Regions from separate parts of the Mus musculus genome. Here region 1 is linked to region 2. The links are chromatin contacts, called in public Hi-C maps. All regions are on one chromosome and are shown on one strand. The core of a region is the stretch at or near the end of the contact, and the rest is flanking DNA. Distances in the headings are between cores, read along the strand shown.

Evidence for each region. Hi-C and Micro-C count contacts between places; a contact is called where the count stands out from the background.
Region 1: a contact with region 2 is called in a Hi-C map of cortical neurons, with 2.8 times the contacts expected there. The contact joins two enhancer-like sites. A contact is called at or near these places in 2 of 39 promoter capture datasets (the 3T3-L1 cell line and pre-B cells), 2 of 484 Hi-C or Micro-C datasets (both in cortical neurons) and 2 of 9 other capture datasets (embryonic stem cells and liver).

What each region holds. Positions count from the first base shown.
Region 1 is chr13:56,419,331-56,426,308 of GRCm38.p6, reverse strand. Gm46418 (a long non-coding RNA gene) reads right to left here. Exons shown (of 7, transcript XR_003950506.1): 7 at 2,497-3,708. Among named protein-coding and RNA genes, the nearest start is that of Gm3045, 3.8 kb to the left of the region's middle. Within about 2 kb of position 3,773, at least 13 of the 459 cell types and tissues checked have an H3K27ac peak or open chromatin away from gene starts, as enhancers often do. A contact at or near this core is called in cortical neurons, where this site is marked.
Region 2 is chr13:56,101,565-56,108,175 of GRCm38.p6, reverse strand. It overlaps Macroh2a1 (macroH2A.1 histone), which reads left to right. Exons shown (of 9, transcript NM_001159513.1): 3 at 3,181-3,287; 4 at 3,677-3,874. Among named protein-coding and RNA genes, the nearest start is that of Gm31485, 16 kb to the left of the region's middle. Within about 2 kb of position 4,250, at least 36 of the 459 cell types and tissues checked have an H3K27ac peak or open chromatin away from gene starts, as enhancers often do. A contact at or near this core is called in cortical neurons, where this site is marked.

The DNA.
Region 1 (6,978 bases), core at 2,524-5,023, 320 kb before region 2:
GCACGGTCCTGTCCAATGATCGCAGGGCACTCAGAGGGGGCCAGCACTGTGTGAATTTCTACTCACCTGATGCTCCAGCCTCTTAGACTCTTCAGACCCTGGCTGAGGCACCTCACCATGCCTCTTCCTAAGTCACCTGCAAAGGGAGCAGGTCTCAGGACTGATTACGCAATGTTTGTTCCCCGTCACAGAGCCACCGTTCAGGTTCCTGCAGCAAACCAAGTGTTCCTGCTCAGGGGGAAGGGACCAGCCTTGTTGACCGATTCCTAGAAGTCTGCAGCCATGAGAGGCCACACTGTGTGCTCCCGTGCTCCTCTCTGTAAGCTTTTGAGTCAGAAGGGCACCACTGTGGTGTTGTTTCAGGAAGGGATGGGGCTTAGGCAGGAGATAGAAGGCTTTGGAGTTCTCTGAAGCTTTGGAGCATGAGACTGGAGCCTGAGAACTCCAAGGTCTGTAGGAGCTTGAGTTTCCCTGGGTGTGACCAGAGGGGCTCTCTGGCATGGCTCTCCTAGACTGCACCCTAAACTCACTCTGACAGCCTCTACTGCTTGCTCACTGGGTGACTCTTTTTTTAAAAATAGACCTGACTCTTAGGTGGAATTCATTTTTTTCCCCATAAATGGATATAGTCCTTGATTTTATAACTGGGATGGCCAACTGACTCAATATCATTTGTAAATATTTCTCTCCAAAATTGATTTGAAATATCAACACAATCCATTTATTAACTTTTAAAGTTCAAATGAATTTCTAGATTTTTCTTTTTAAAAAAAATCCATCTCTTTAACTCTTGGTATAATATTGTTTGGACTTTTTTCAGACTTATTTACCTTTAGTTCATGTTATATAGTCAATGCTACTTAAGGCTAATATCATTAGCAAATCAGTATATCCAATGCAGCAGCCAAGTCCCACCCCTTGTACCCTCAGACCCAAGAAACTACTGTTTGGTTTCCTACTTGGGGTGAGTAGATTCCTGTCTCCCTAGGAATAATGTCACACACACCTCCCTCTCCCCCTCCCCCTCCCCCTCTCCTCATCTCTCCTCCTTCCCTCCCTCCATCTTCCCTTACCATCCCCAGGAACCCAGCCACCTGCCATCACCACACAGGGCTTTACCCTGTCTAGAACATTATAAAATTGTACCAAGCAGATTAGTCTATTGGGTTCTCTTGCTCACACGCTGCTCCTGACTGTGGTCCTGTCACCGTGTGAGCCAATGGCACCCTCGCTTCTCCAACTGGTGGAGCGGCATCTAGAGTGGACATATCACTAACCCACTGTGGATGGTGTTTCTTTGTTCAACGGAATTTTTATCTTTGTTTTCAGTAGTCCAAGCTGCGCCGGGGCATGGTCTCCCCAGAGCACATCTTTTTGGGGTGCACGGACACTCTGCATATCCCATGAGTCTTTATTTCTTCGAGCATTTCTCCAACACTATTTCTCCCCTTATCTTGGAAATCTAACAAGGAGCACATCATTAAACCCTAAAAATATTTTCCCACTTGCCTCAAGGCTCATTTTTAAAACCTTCTCCCAATTTTTCAGGCTGCACCATATTTACTGGCATCCCATCCGTGCACCCCTCTTTTCTAGCTGTTGATTCTCCCGCTGGATCATGCAGGGAAATTTTTTCATTCAGATTTTATGTATTTCCATCCTAACACTTCTGCTTGTTCTTTTTAAAAGTATCTTTTAAAAGTTCTTCGTGGACATACGGCTCCTTATTCCTCTTCCGTCCATCGCTCCGGATCTGAGGGAGCATGCGCACACCGCAGCCTCTTCCATACATCTCTCTGGATCCGAGGGAGCATGCATGCGCTCACCGCAGCCTCTTTTGAAGTCTTTGTCTGGTAATCCAGCAGCCAGTGACTCACCTTGGGATTTGAATGTATTCTTTTCCCTTGAGAACTGGCGGTGCTTTCCTGGCTCTTTGCATGCTGGGTAGATTTGGATTATTTTAGAGATGGGAAATGTCATTGTGTGTAGATGTTGGATTCTACCCATAATCCTCTGTCTGAGAGCCATTGGTATTTTGTCCTAGCCAGTGTTCAGTTTGCTTAGATCTAATCTCAGGTTCAGCATCGCCTTGTGCGGACAGTGGTTCCGGTCTCGGGCACTGTCCTGATTTGGGGTTGTCCCTAGCAGGCACTATTTAGCAAGTGTAGTTTTAAAAATAGGGACATGGTATATATTTCAGTTTGATTCTCAAGGTTTTATGCCACTGTTTGGGTCTCTGTGATTTGTGCATAGCTCAGGGGTCAAGCTAAGCCTACTGCTTGTTCTCACAGAATTAGGGGGCTGTTTTTTTAAATTATGTATAATCCTGGATATTCCTAACACCACCTTTCCAGATGTGTCCCCCAATCAGATTCTGTTGGCACTCCCTTGTGCTGTATCCTTTTGCCTCTGCTGTTTCCATGAGAAGGAAGAAAAACAGAAGAAGACAGGGGAGTGAGGAAGAGGAAGAAAAGAGGAGGAGGAACAGAGGGGGTGAGGGAGGACCAGACAAGGAAAGAGCAGGGTGAGGGAGGAGGGAGGAGCACATGGCTGCTCACAGATTTTTCTCTCCCCCGCCCCCCCAATCTGCATTCACTCACCTTTTAGAGTTCTCACATAGCAGCTTGTATGTTCTATTTAGAATTTCCAGTCACAGTAGGACTGGGCTGTCAGGAGCTTATATTATCATCTTATCCTCATTTTTGCCTGTTCTTGTTGTTGCATAGCAAACACTCCTTATATATGCAGGATACAAGCCCCTTGTCGAACATTTGCATTGTGAATATTTTCTTCTTAGGAATGCCTTCCTAATGTTGTTATTGAGGACTTTCTGGGAAACAAAAGTTTACTTTTTTTGTTTTTTTAATGAAGTTCAGTTTGTTTTTACTTAAATCGTGCCAGTTCATCCCTGCAAACAGCCAAGAGATAGGAAAAGACTTATGCGGGGGTTGCACAATGGTGGACCCACGGCCCACTACAGAAGCCTACGCCAAGGATTCACTTAACGTACATGTTCATATGAACATCCTGAATCCCAGGGTCAGAGTCAGATCTGGAGACACCGCACTCCAGGCTGCGCTCCCAGCTTCTGTTTGCCAGGAATCCTGTTCTCTGCCCAGAGAGTACACATTGTGGGTAGGAGGGACCCTGGCCCCACGATGAATAACAGCAAAGGTTGAAAGCTTGAAACTCCTGATTTTCGGGAGCACGTGGTCCGCGCTGCTGGGCGCAGGCAGGGTTGGAGGAGACAGACTCTGAAGGCTGGGGTCTGCGGGATGCTGCAGGGCTGGCTGCAGTCACAGTATCTCTGTGGGACAAATGCACAAGCACTGGTCCCCAGGATGCAGGGCTCGGAGGAGGAGACCCAGGCCCAGCAGCCCACCGGAACACTGCTGCAGTGCACTTCCGGCCCCTCAGGGGGAAATCAACAGCGGCCTGCTTCCTTGTTGGGAGAAAAAAATATCTCCCAAACCCTTTGCATTCGCCTTCACGTGCCAGTCCCGGTGCTAGTCCCATGTTTGCCCAGAAGCCGCTCCTGGGGTTTGGCAGAACCTGTTTGGACAGCATCAAGGCTCACCGTGGTCCATCAGGAGCAGAGCCTTCCCCTCCCCATGCTTCTGGCGTCATCCTGCCAAGATTTTCTTGCTCAGGGAGGGGCTTTAGTAGCATTTCAATTCTTCACCATCTCAGAGCCGTGTGCCAGGGACCCTGTAGGTAAAGGGCGTCGGAATCAGCCAGATGTGTAAGAGTACATATACCACAGTTCCCTCAGAACTCAGTACTTACCGCCTTGTCCACAAGGGGGCGACTGATTTCCATTTATTCTGGAAGGTCCCTATTGGGTCGTCATTAATGATTACTTAAGATGATATTTCTGTTTCTTTGTGTGTGATTGTTTCAGAGAAACCAAATCTCTTTATGCAAGGGTGGCGCCATTTTCCTCCCAGCTGACAACTTTCAGATGGCCGTTTGTTTGAAAACATATTTCCGAATCATTTACACACATCTTCCCCTGCAGTTAGTCACGGGGTGGGGGATTGGGAGTGGGGTGTCTTCTAACAAATACCACATCTCGACCACTGAGAACAGAGTCTTGTGGTCTTCCGCACCGAAATCAGGCAAATTATTTAAATTCACAGGAAAGGGGGGGGGCGCGTCTTTTTGTCAACATCAAACAGAAAGCATTCTCTCTTTGAACATGTAAATCCCTTAAACATATTCAAGAATTTTAACAAGCATTCCAGAAAGCTATCCTGTTACTCTTTGAAGCCCTGGAAGGATTTTCTTAAAGTAGTCACAGGCTCCTCAGGGCTGGGAGAGCCTTTGCTGTGATGGAGGTAGGAGCTCAGACCCTGGGAGCCCCTCTGTTCCAGAGAGGACAGGCAGCTATCCAGAGAACAGGTAGGCCAAAGGATGGTGAGAATCTTCCAGAAAGAAGAGACAATGGATCCATTTCCTATCTGCTCTGCATCGTGGGGCAGTACGGAGACCTGTCTGCTCGTTCTCAAGGACGACTAGCCGCAGCTCTGGACTCAGCAGCTCCATCCGGGAAACCATGTGTCCCTCAGGGGTCATGAAACTGAAAAAGTCTACACAGTTCAGCTGTGTCTCCTTTGGAAATGGCGGAATGTTTTCAGAGGCAGGTTATTGATGATGGTGTTGTCAATAACGGGGATTGGGAGGGGGGAGATGAGTTAGAGAAATGAAGCTGTACTCATATCACACCACATGACATGAAAAGAACAACACAGACCTGTGTTTACGGTCAGGGAAATTAATAGAACTTTCCACTTACTAAGGGAGAGTTGGCCAAGGAGGTTCTCTAAGATTCTTAGGCAAGGCAAAGGAACCAGAGAGAGTTCTGGGCCATGCATGGGTCAAATGAGGTAAGTCCCCCCAGATTCTCTGTAGCCACAGTGGTCAGGACCACATGGGGCTGGCAGGGACAGACGGATGCGTCAGTGAAACAGAACCGGAAGTGGACGCGCACAGCCACGCACAACAGGAGTATGAAGGAGAGAGAGTCTACAGGGCTGGGAGACAGTCTAACAAAGGACAGCGGAACTTTGGGTGTGTTTGAGGAAAAAACCTGAGCTTCAATGAAAATCAATATGAAACTAAATGTAAGAAGTACATAGCACCTCAAAAGTTTAGGAGGGAAACGAAGACACAGGGGGGAAAATAGCTTGTAACCATAACAGGGTAAGGGTCTGAGGGCATCAAAAGCCTGCGTAAAGAGGTCTGGGAAATTAACCCCATGGAAGTAAGACTTCTGCTCTGAGAAACATCCCTCTAAAAGGAGGGAAAGTGACATTCAAAAGGGGGAAAGAACAGGAAAAAAAATTAACAAAAACAAAAACCTCCCAGAGCATACTGCGACAAGTCACTGCAGGACCTTAGAACTGAGCCTGACCAGCGAAGCACTCTGTGGCTCCATTAGAGAGTGGACGAATGACCAGGGGAGACAGTTCACCAGACCACCTACAGGTGACCTGTGAGCACCTGAGAAAAGGTTCGGCATAAGCAGCCTTTAGGAGAATGCAAATTAAAACCACAGTGAGACACCATACACACACACACATACACACTGGTACACACGGCATCAGAACACAGACACCACATACACACATACACCACACCACACAAACACCACACCACACATACACACACCCCACACACATACACTCATCAGAACACAGTGAGTCACCATATACACATACACACACATACCACACACCATACCACACACACATACACACACACACCTCACACACCCCACGCATGTACACTGCATCAGAACACAGACACCACACACACACACACACACACACACACACACACACACTGGGTCAGAACAGCTATTTAACAAATGACTAGCAAATGCTAGAGACACCCATGAAACAGGGTCACTCTGACCTTACAGATAAGAATACAAAATAGAACAACCAGTCTAGCAGGAGGAGGCTGCTTAACAAAGTATGTAACGCCCACAGAATCCAGCATTTGCACTCCCGAGAGCACACACACCAAAATCCGCATAAATTATGTGAGATTTATCCATGGGTGAAAGGGTAAACCAACTGTGGTATGTCCATACCACAGGGTGCTAGTCAGCCATAGAAAGGAACGAATTATTCAAAAATACACATGCTTAGTGAGGAGCCAGACAGTGCGCTGAGGAGAACAAGCGAATGCAGAGCGTCACTCTGGAAATACGGAATCTCAGAAGAGAACAGCTCAGCTCCTAAACTTGCAAACTGTTGGGTGGTCGGGATAGAAGGGAGGTGGAGAGGCTGTAGGGAGACAACATGGCGGAAACAAATCTGTCCCCTTGTGACGATGTCAATGGAAATATTCTTATTGACTGTATGGAAGCCAGTATCCTGGTTCCTGGGCTGACAAGATGGCTCGGAGGGTAAAGGTGCTTGCTGCCAAGTGTGATGATTTGGGTCGACTCCTGGAACTTACAGTGGGAGGAAAGACATGATTCTCCTATCTTGTTTTCTGACCTCCAGGCTGACCTTGAACTCCTGATCCTCCCCATGCCTGGTTTGAGGCAGTTTGGGGGTAGGCTGAACCCATGGCTTTACGCATGCTAGGCAAACAGCCTGCCCATAGAGCCCACCCTTCATTGTTTGTTAAAACCCCGTGTGAATCTCATGATCTCCAGACTCAAAAGTTTAAAAGGACAGAGCATGAAAGTGCCCTGAAAACCAGAAGCTGTGGATTTGTGTCCTGGCAGATGTGAATCCTAGGGCTTCGCCGGGACCCTCACATTTGCTAATCATCCAGATGACGTGGTCAAGTCCTAGGCACACTGTGCGCTCCAGGAGACCCCTGGCTGGTAAGCTATGGGGTGAAGCAAGTAAGTACCTAAATGTCTCTGCAGTTCCTCCTGAGTCCTGAGGATACTCCCTTCCCCAGCTTGCTAGGGAGGGAGGGAAGGAGGGAGGAGAGTGGGAGGGCAGCACCTCCCTC
Region 2 (6,611 bases), core at 3,001-5,500:
CAATACTGGGAAACTACATTGTTCTGAGGTTGTGGGGGAACAGCTAAGGTGGGAAGGGCGAGCCTTTCCTCCAGCTAGTGCCTCACATACTGGCCATTCTCCTTGCCTCACACCCGTGGCTCTGGTGGGTGTGAAGCCCAGGTATGGTACTCTCTAAAGCTCTGGCCTGTGCAGCCTTGTGTTGAATTCCGTTCCTGCTGGTAAGATAGGAACCTCGATGCCTCTGTGTCCCTTCTCAAACATGGGGCTGTTCGTCTCTGTGTGAGGACTGAGCAAAAGGATGTCCTGGATTTAGGGAAGGCGACCTGCTGTTCCCAGTGCGACTGAGTCCCCCTTGCCCTGTCCCACTGCTATTATGAAAGTGTTCAAGAGCAGCCAGGGACTCAAGTCTTTATGCATGCATAGCAGGTTTTGCATGGGGCTTAGTTGTTAATAATAAACATATACATATCATCTCCAGTGTGCTGGTACGTGCACCACTGTAGCTCTTAGGAGACTTGAAGCAGGAGAATCACAGGTTTGAGGCTAGCCTGGCTACCGAGAAGGTCAGGCCAAAGTGAGATCCTGTCTCAAAGCAAGCACAGTAGACAGTCATCAGTACCCTAAGTTTCAGGCTTGGTTTACCTGCTGAGGGTTAGGTCTGTTACTATGTGTTGCTAAATACAGGCCCCCGAGGTCTGGTTGCCACTGACAAGGAGATCCTCATGCACACCAAGCTATGCTGTGTAACTTTGCTCCTTAGTTTAAAACTGTTGGTTGAATAAAGATGCCTATAGCCTGTAGCTGGGCAGAAGAGAGGTGGGTGGGGCTTCAATTACCAGGCTGGGTTTGAGGAGAGACCTTGAGGAGAAGAAAGAGGAAGATGCCATGGGGCAGGTCGATCATGAGAGCATGGCATGAGGGTTGACCAGATAGAGTAGGAGCAGCCCAGGCGGAACATGGCAGGTTAATTCTTGGGGTTATTAACAGGGAAGTAGACAGAATAGCATAGAGGGTCAATATCTGCCCAGCTCTACTGCTTTAAAGGCTTCTTATAGATATAAAGGTTTTGTGTCTCTTATCCGGGAACTAAATGATCAAAGGTGGAGTAGAAAGCCCCGGATAATGTTTAACACCACACCTACCAGTTTATACCCACTTATTCCAGGAGGCATCCATGCGCTGGCCATGTCAGAACAATCTAGAAAATACAGCATAACTGGAGTATTAGAGGATCTTTAGTGTAGCAGGTCAGACTGCAGCGGGCATTGAGGAACAGCATGCACGTGCCATGAAGACAGTGAGGATCAGGGATGAGGTGGGCTGGTTGCTAAGAAGGGAGTCGGGAGGGATCCCTTGCTAGCAGGAGAATCCTCAGTGCTGTTGATGACGCTGATGGGCTTTCCTTTGTTTCATGAGGCCACTCCCCAGGCAGGACGGTTTGAGCATCAGGTGCAGGTTGGACTCAGTCTTGCTGTCTTGTTTTAGTCCCTCTCATGATGATTGTTTTGAAGAGACTTTGGACATACAGAAAGCTGAAAAATAATATTGTATTATTTTTTCTTCAATAATTCCTTTTTATTTTTTATATGCATTGGTGGTTCGCTTGCATGTTTGTCCATATGACGGTGTCAGATTGCCTACAACTGGAGTTACAGATGGTTGTGAGCTGCCATGTGGGTGCTGGGAATTGAACCTGGGTCCTTTGGAAGAGAAGCCAGTTCTCTTAACCACTGAGACATCTCTCCAGCCTCTATTGTATTATTCTTAGTCAAGAAATGGTCTATATACTTACTACAAAGGACAGTGTGCTGCTTTGGTACATGCGCACATGGGGGAATGAGGAGATTAATTTGATTAACGTATCTGTCCTTCATATTCCTGTGTTTAGGTTTGGAGGACATTTAAAATATATGTTAGTGATTAGGAAATACATAGTATTATCAACTCTAGTCCCCTCTCTGGGCACATCACTAAGATTTTCCCTAGATTCTAACCTCCTCCTCATACCTCCCAACTGTCATTTCCCCTCTCTCCACCCCCCTCGCCAGTCTCTGGTGATCACGCTCTGTTCGTGGCCTCGAAGTCAGACTTCTTTAGATCTGGTGTCATAGTAAGCTCACAGAGCGTTTATTTACCTTTCTATGCCTGGCTTCTTTCATTTAGACAAGTCACCTGAGGGCTCTAAAGTTCAGGTCCGTCCATGTTACAGAGGGCAGGGTTTCTTTGGCAGAGGGGCTCTGATCACGTGCAGGTTTAACAGGAACTACCACGTTTGCTGTACTCACTGTGCCCCATTCCTAGGTACTTCAGCATGAATCTCCTCTTTTATTTTGATTTTATGTGCATGAGTGTTTGCCTGCATGTGCGTTTATGTGCATACAGTGCAACCAGAGGCCAGAAGCCGATGTCAGAACCCCTGGAACTGGAATTACAAGTGGCTCTGAGCCACTATGTGGGTGCAGGGAATTGAACCCAGGGCCTCTAGAAGAACAGTCTCCAGGCACAGCACTAATTTCTTAGGAGTGGTCATGCTACTATCCAACTTAGGCAAGAATTCTCATGGTGCAACTCCCGTGTTCAGGCCTCTTCACATGTCTCCAGAAGGACTTTGGAGGATTCTGTTAAAGTCACACATTGTAGTTGGTCCTGTATCTAGCTTTTTAGAGCCTGCACTATTCCCACCCTTTTGTTTTGTGTTACTATGACATTGACTGTGTGAGCCTGGTCACAGCTTCCTGGTTTCATATCCCAACATGCAGGTGTTCTTCTTTGATTCAAGCATCAAAGATTTCTCAAACACCAGCTACATCAAGCCCCCTCCCCTTGAGTTCTACAGACGGGTGACACATCACGTGCAGGCATGGTGTCCTTCAGGCCACACTGCAGGTGCATGTAGTTGGCCATGTCCACATCCAAGCACCCCTCACAGGCGGCTCTGTCTGGGAAATGGGAGCCAGAGCTGGATTTAGACCTTAGTCTCACTACTTGTTTACCCAGTGCCCTCTGCTGGTCCCCATTCCTCCTAACCTCTGTTTCAGAACAGAAGGTGGGACCTTTAAGTCCCACCCAGCCTTCCTGTTACATCTCTGAGTGGCTGCCCCAGAAGTACGGCTTGCAGAACACATCTGTCTGGGGATTCGGGGCCATGTGAGTTCTCTCCTGCCCTGAAATGACCTCGTGCTTTTATCTGCCCTACAGCTGAGATCCTGGAGCTGGCTGGCAATGCAGCAAGAGACAACAAGAAGGGACGGGTCACACCCCGGCACATCCTGTTAGCTGTGGCCAATGATGAAGAGCTAAACCAGGTATGCAGGGGTGTGTGTCCATCCTGTCCCCAGACATGCTAGCATATACTCAGACCACCCAGGAGGGGCTATGGTGACTGGCAAGACCCTAAGCATCTATCTCCCTGCCTTTTGGAGCTTCACTGAAAGTAGGGTGGGGAGATGAGGTGGGTGCTCTGCTCTCCCAGGAGTGATAGCATAAATTCAGACCAAGTGAGGGCCCAAGGACTCGAGTCCCATGTGGTAGGTAGGTCTGAGTCCTGCCAGCCTCTTTGTAGTTGCCTTGGAGTCAAGAGCTGTCGCGGCTTGGAGCAGATGCGTGTGAGCAGGGCTGAGCTCCGGCGTCAGGCAGGGCTCTCCTGGAGCAGGCAGTCTGGCTTACCACCTGCGACTTTGGTTTTCCCCATAAGCTGCTAAAGGGTGTCACCATAGCCAGCGGGGGCGTGTTGCCGAATATCCATCCTGAGTTGCTAGCGAAGAAGCGAGGATCCAAGGGAAAATTGGAAGCCATCATCACGCCTCCGCCGGCCAAAAAGGCCAAGTCTCCATCCCAGAAGAAGCCAGTGGCTAAGAAGACAGGAGGCAAGAAAGGGGCCCGGAAGTCTAAGGTACGGGATCTGGCAGGGATATGTGGGATGGGGTAAATAAGGTCACAGGGGACCCCCCTCCCTTCTCAGAGCTGATCCCTGGTGGGGGAACTGACTGAGGAATACGTAGGAGTCCCAACACACTGGCTACTCGAGAGTGGCTCGGGGAACCTGGGTTCAGCTGGAAGACTGGTCATGGGGATGGGTAGTGGCTTCCAGGAGCAGCAGGAGGTGGCCGGTAGCCCAGCCGCACCCCTCCTGTACCCGGTCTCCCATGTAGATGCCTGGGCCTGTGGAAAGGTTTCCCTGTGCCAGGGATCACTAATAATACCGTCCTCAGAGGGGCCATCTGTGCACATGCCTGGATGCTCAACTCTACAATCTCATTGTGTTGCCATGGCTACATGTCCTCCTTGGGTGCTCCAGCAGGAGAGCTCCAGACAGCTGTCTTTCAGAACACTTGCTTCAGTCCGGAAAGAAAAGCAGTGCACTCTTCAGACAGTTGCTCCTAGGCCGAGCTTCACCCAAAAACGTTGTCCTAGATGCTGGTCCTCTGTGGGAGCCTCCCAAGCACGGCCTAGAGTTGCTTTGATGGGGAAGGGCAGACATACCCCCATCTGTTGGCCTTGTTTTGGGGCCTGTGTTATCGAAAGAGAAGAAAGAGAAGGCACTGTGTCTCCTTACACATACTCGTGAATGCAAACAACACCCCCAATACCTTATTTCCAAGACCCAGAATTGTCCCCCACTCATGGAGAGAGAAGCCTGACCTTGAAGAGAGGCCAGTATTTCTAGATACTAGAAAGCCTTCTACCTTGCTCAGGAGTCCAGGAGGAGGTGGCAGTGGGGACAGGCAGGGAAGGGACTTCCCTCTCCCTGTATTTGCAGTTTGGAGGAAGGGTAGGGCGGAGGAAACAGGACAAGCCCTAGGGTACCTGCTTTGGAATGCCAGGAGAAACACAGAGAAGCCAAGTCTCTTCTCCCTTAAAAATGGCTGCCCACAGGGAGGTCCTGGCATTGGGTGCTGGTACCAGCAGGGTAGAACCACGTTTCCAGCTTGACCCTTAACCTGGCTGCATCTTAGCCTTGCCCTCTTTCCTACACTCAAGTCATGCCATCTGAACACCTTAGATGTATGTGCTGGAGCAAACTTGGCTGAGCCTCATTCCCCCTGACCTTAGTCTTCTCTTGTTCTTTTCTGCCCAGTGACTTCCTGACCTTTGCAGCTTACCAAACTCTTTATGGAGTGGGAGAGTGTATGTGTGAGTATGGGGGATGGGGAGGGAGAGAGAGAAAGAGACAGAGACAGGGGAGAGACAGAGAGGTGTGCGTGTGTGCGTGCGTGTGTGGTGTATTTCTGTGTCCCTCCAGCCCCTAGTAGCTGTGTTTCTAATAACCATATGTCAGTAATCACTCAAACATTCAGCTTTTCTCTTGATTACAAAAGCAGGGAGCCTGTGATGGTGGTCTGTTTTTCTTCCACACAATAAAACACATTGTCTGCTTACTGTACCAGTATTTGGTTAACATTAAACCCTGGGGGAAGCTGAAATTGGAACCGTGAACAGCTAATTTTCAAAACATTTGTTTAATGTAAATTGTGGTGTCAGCTCCCAGAAACAGTGGAGGCCCGGCATTTCCATGTTTCATGGAACGTTATGAAAAAAAAAATCACCTTTCCCGGGGCATGCGCAGAGCGCCCCACCTCAGGGACGTGCTAAAACACTTGTGCTGAAAGGGAGTTGGTATTTTTCAAGTGTCAACACTGGAAGTCCAAATCATAATTTCCTCCCTCAATTCTATATAATTTGACGGTTTTGAAAATGTCCAGTGTAATAGCCGAGTCAGCTGCAGGGAGCAGGCGGAAGGCACAGAAAGCCCCCGAACGCAAGCACTCCAGGCCAGCACTCTGGCTGTGCCCTAGGCTCTTCCTACTTGGGTGGCCTCAGGCAAGCCTGCCCCCTTCTCTGCCTTGGCCCGCCTTGGCCCGCCTTGGCCGGCCCTAGCCCATAAAATGACAGCGCCTGTTCCAACTCTACAAGCCAGTGACTCTGGGCATATTGCATAATGTATTTTTGTATATGTAATGTGTATAAGTTTGGCAGGCAAAAAAAGTATGCAGGAAAAAAAATCCTGCCCCTATCACAAACTATAATGAATTAATAACCTACTTTCCAGAAAGTCTATGTATATAAAAACATGTACTTGCGGAAACCCTCCCTATTCTAGATGTGTAAAACACAAGTCACGCAAGCACTGTTTTGGCCGTGTAGTGTTCTAGTCTGTGACCTGGCTGTATTCTAGTTCTGCCGCTTGTGTGTTCTTGGTAGGTTCCCTGTGGTGCTCAGTTTCCCTGTCTCTGGGGTGAAGCTAAGCAGGAGGAACCTGGGAGAGATTAAGCCAGAACTCAGGCAACACTAGCAACAGCCTGTGTCCTGAGGGAGCCGCGGCTACCCCGACTGTGTCTCAGTGCTGCCATCCCAAACCCGCCCTTTTCCTATGTGAGGACCCCAGGTGAGGAGGTTGTCCTCATTGCTCACTACCTGTCAGAAGACCAGGCTGATTGTGGCGAGTGCCTTGGCTTTCAACCTGTGGGTCACAGTCACATATCTGATACCCTGCCTATCTGTTGCAGGATATTTGATCACACCATGAACCCCGAGATTGTGTTGTTTCCTAGAAAAACCTGTTTCTGGTTATGGTGTGGCTCAGCCTTAGGGCACACCTTTAATCCCAAACAATGAAGGGAAAGTTAGTT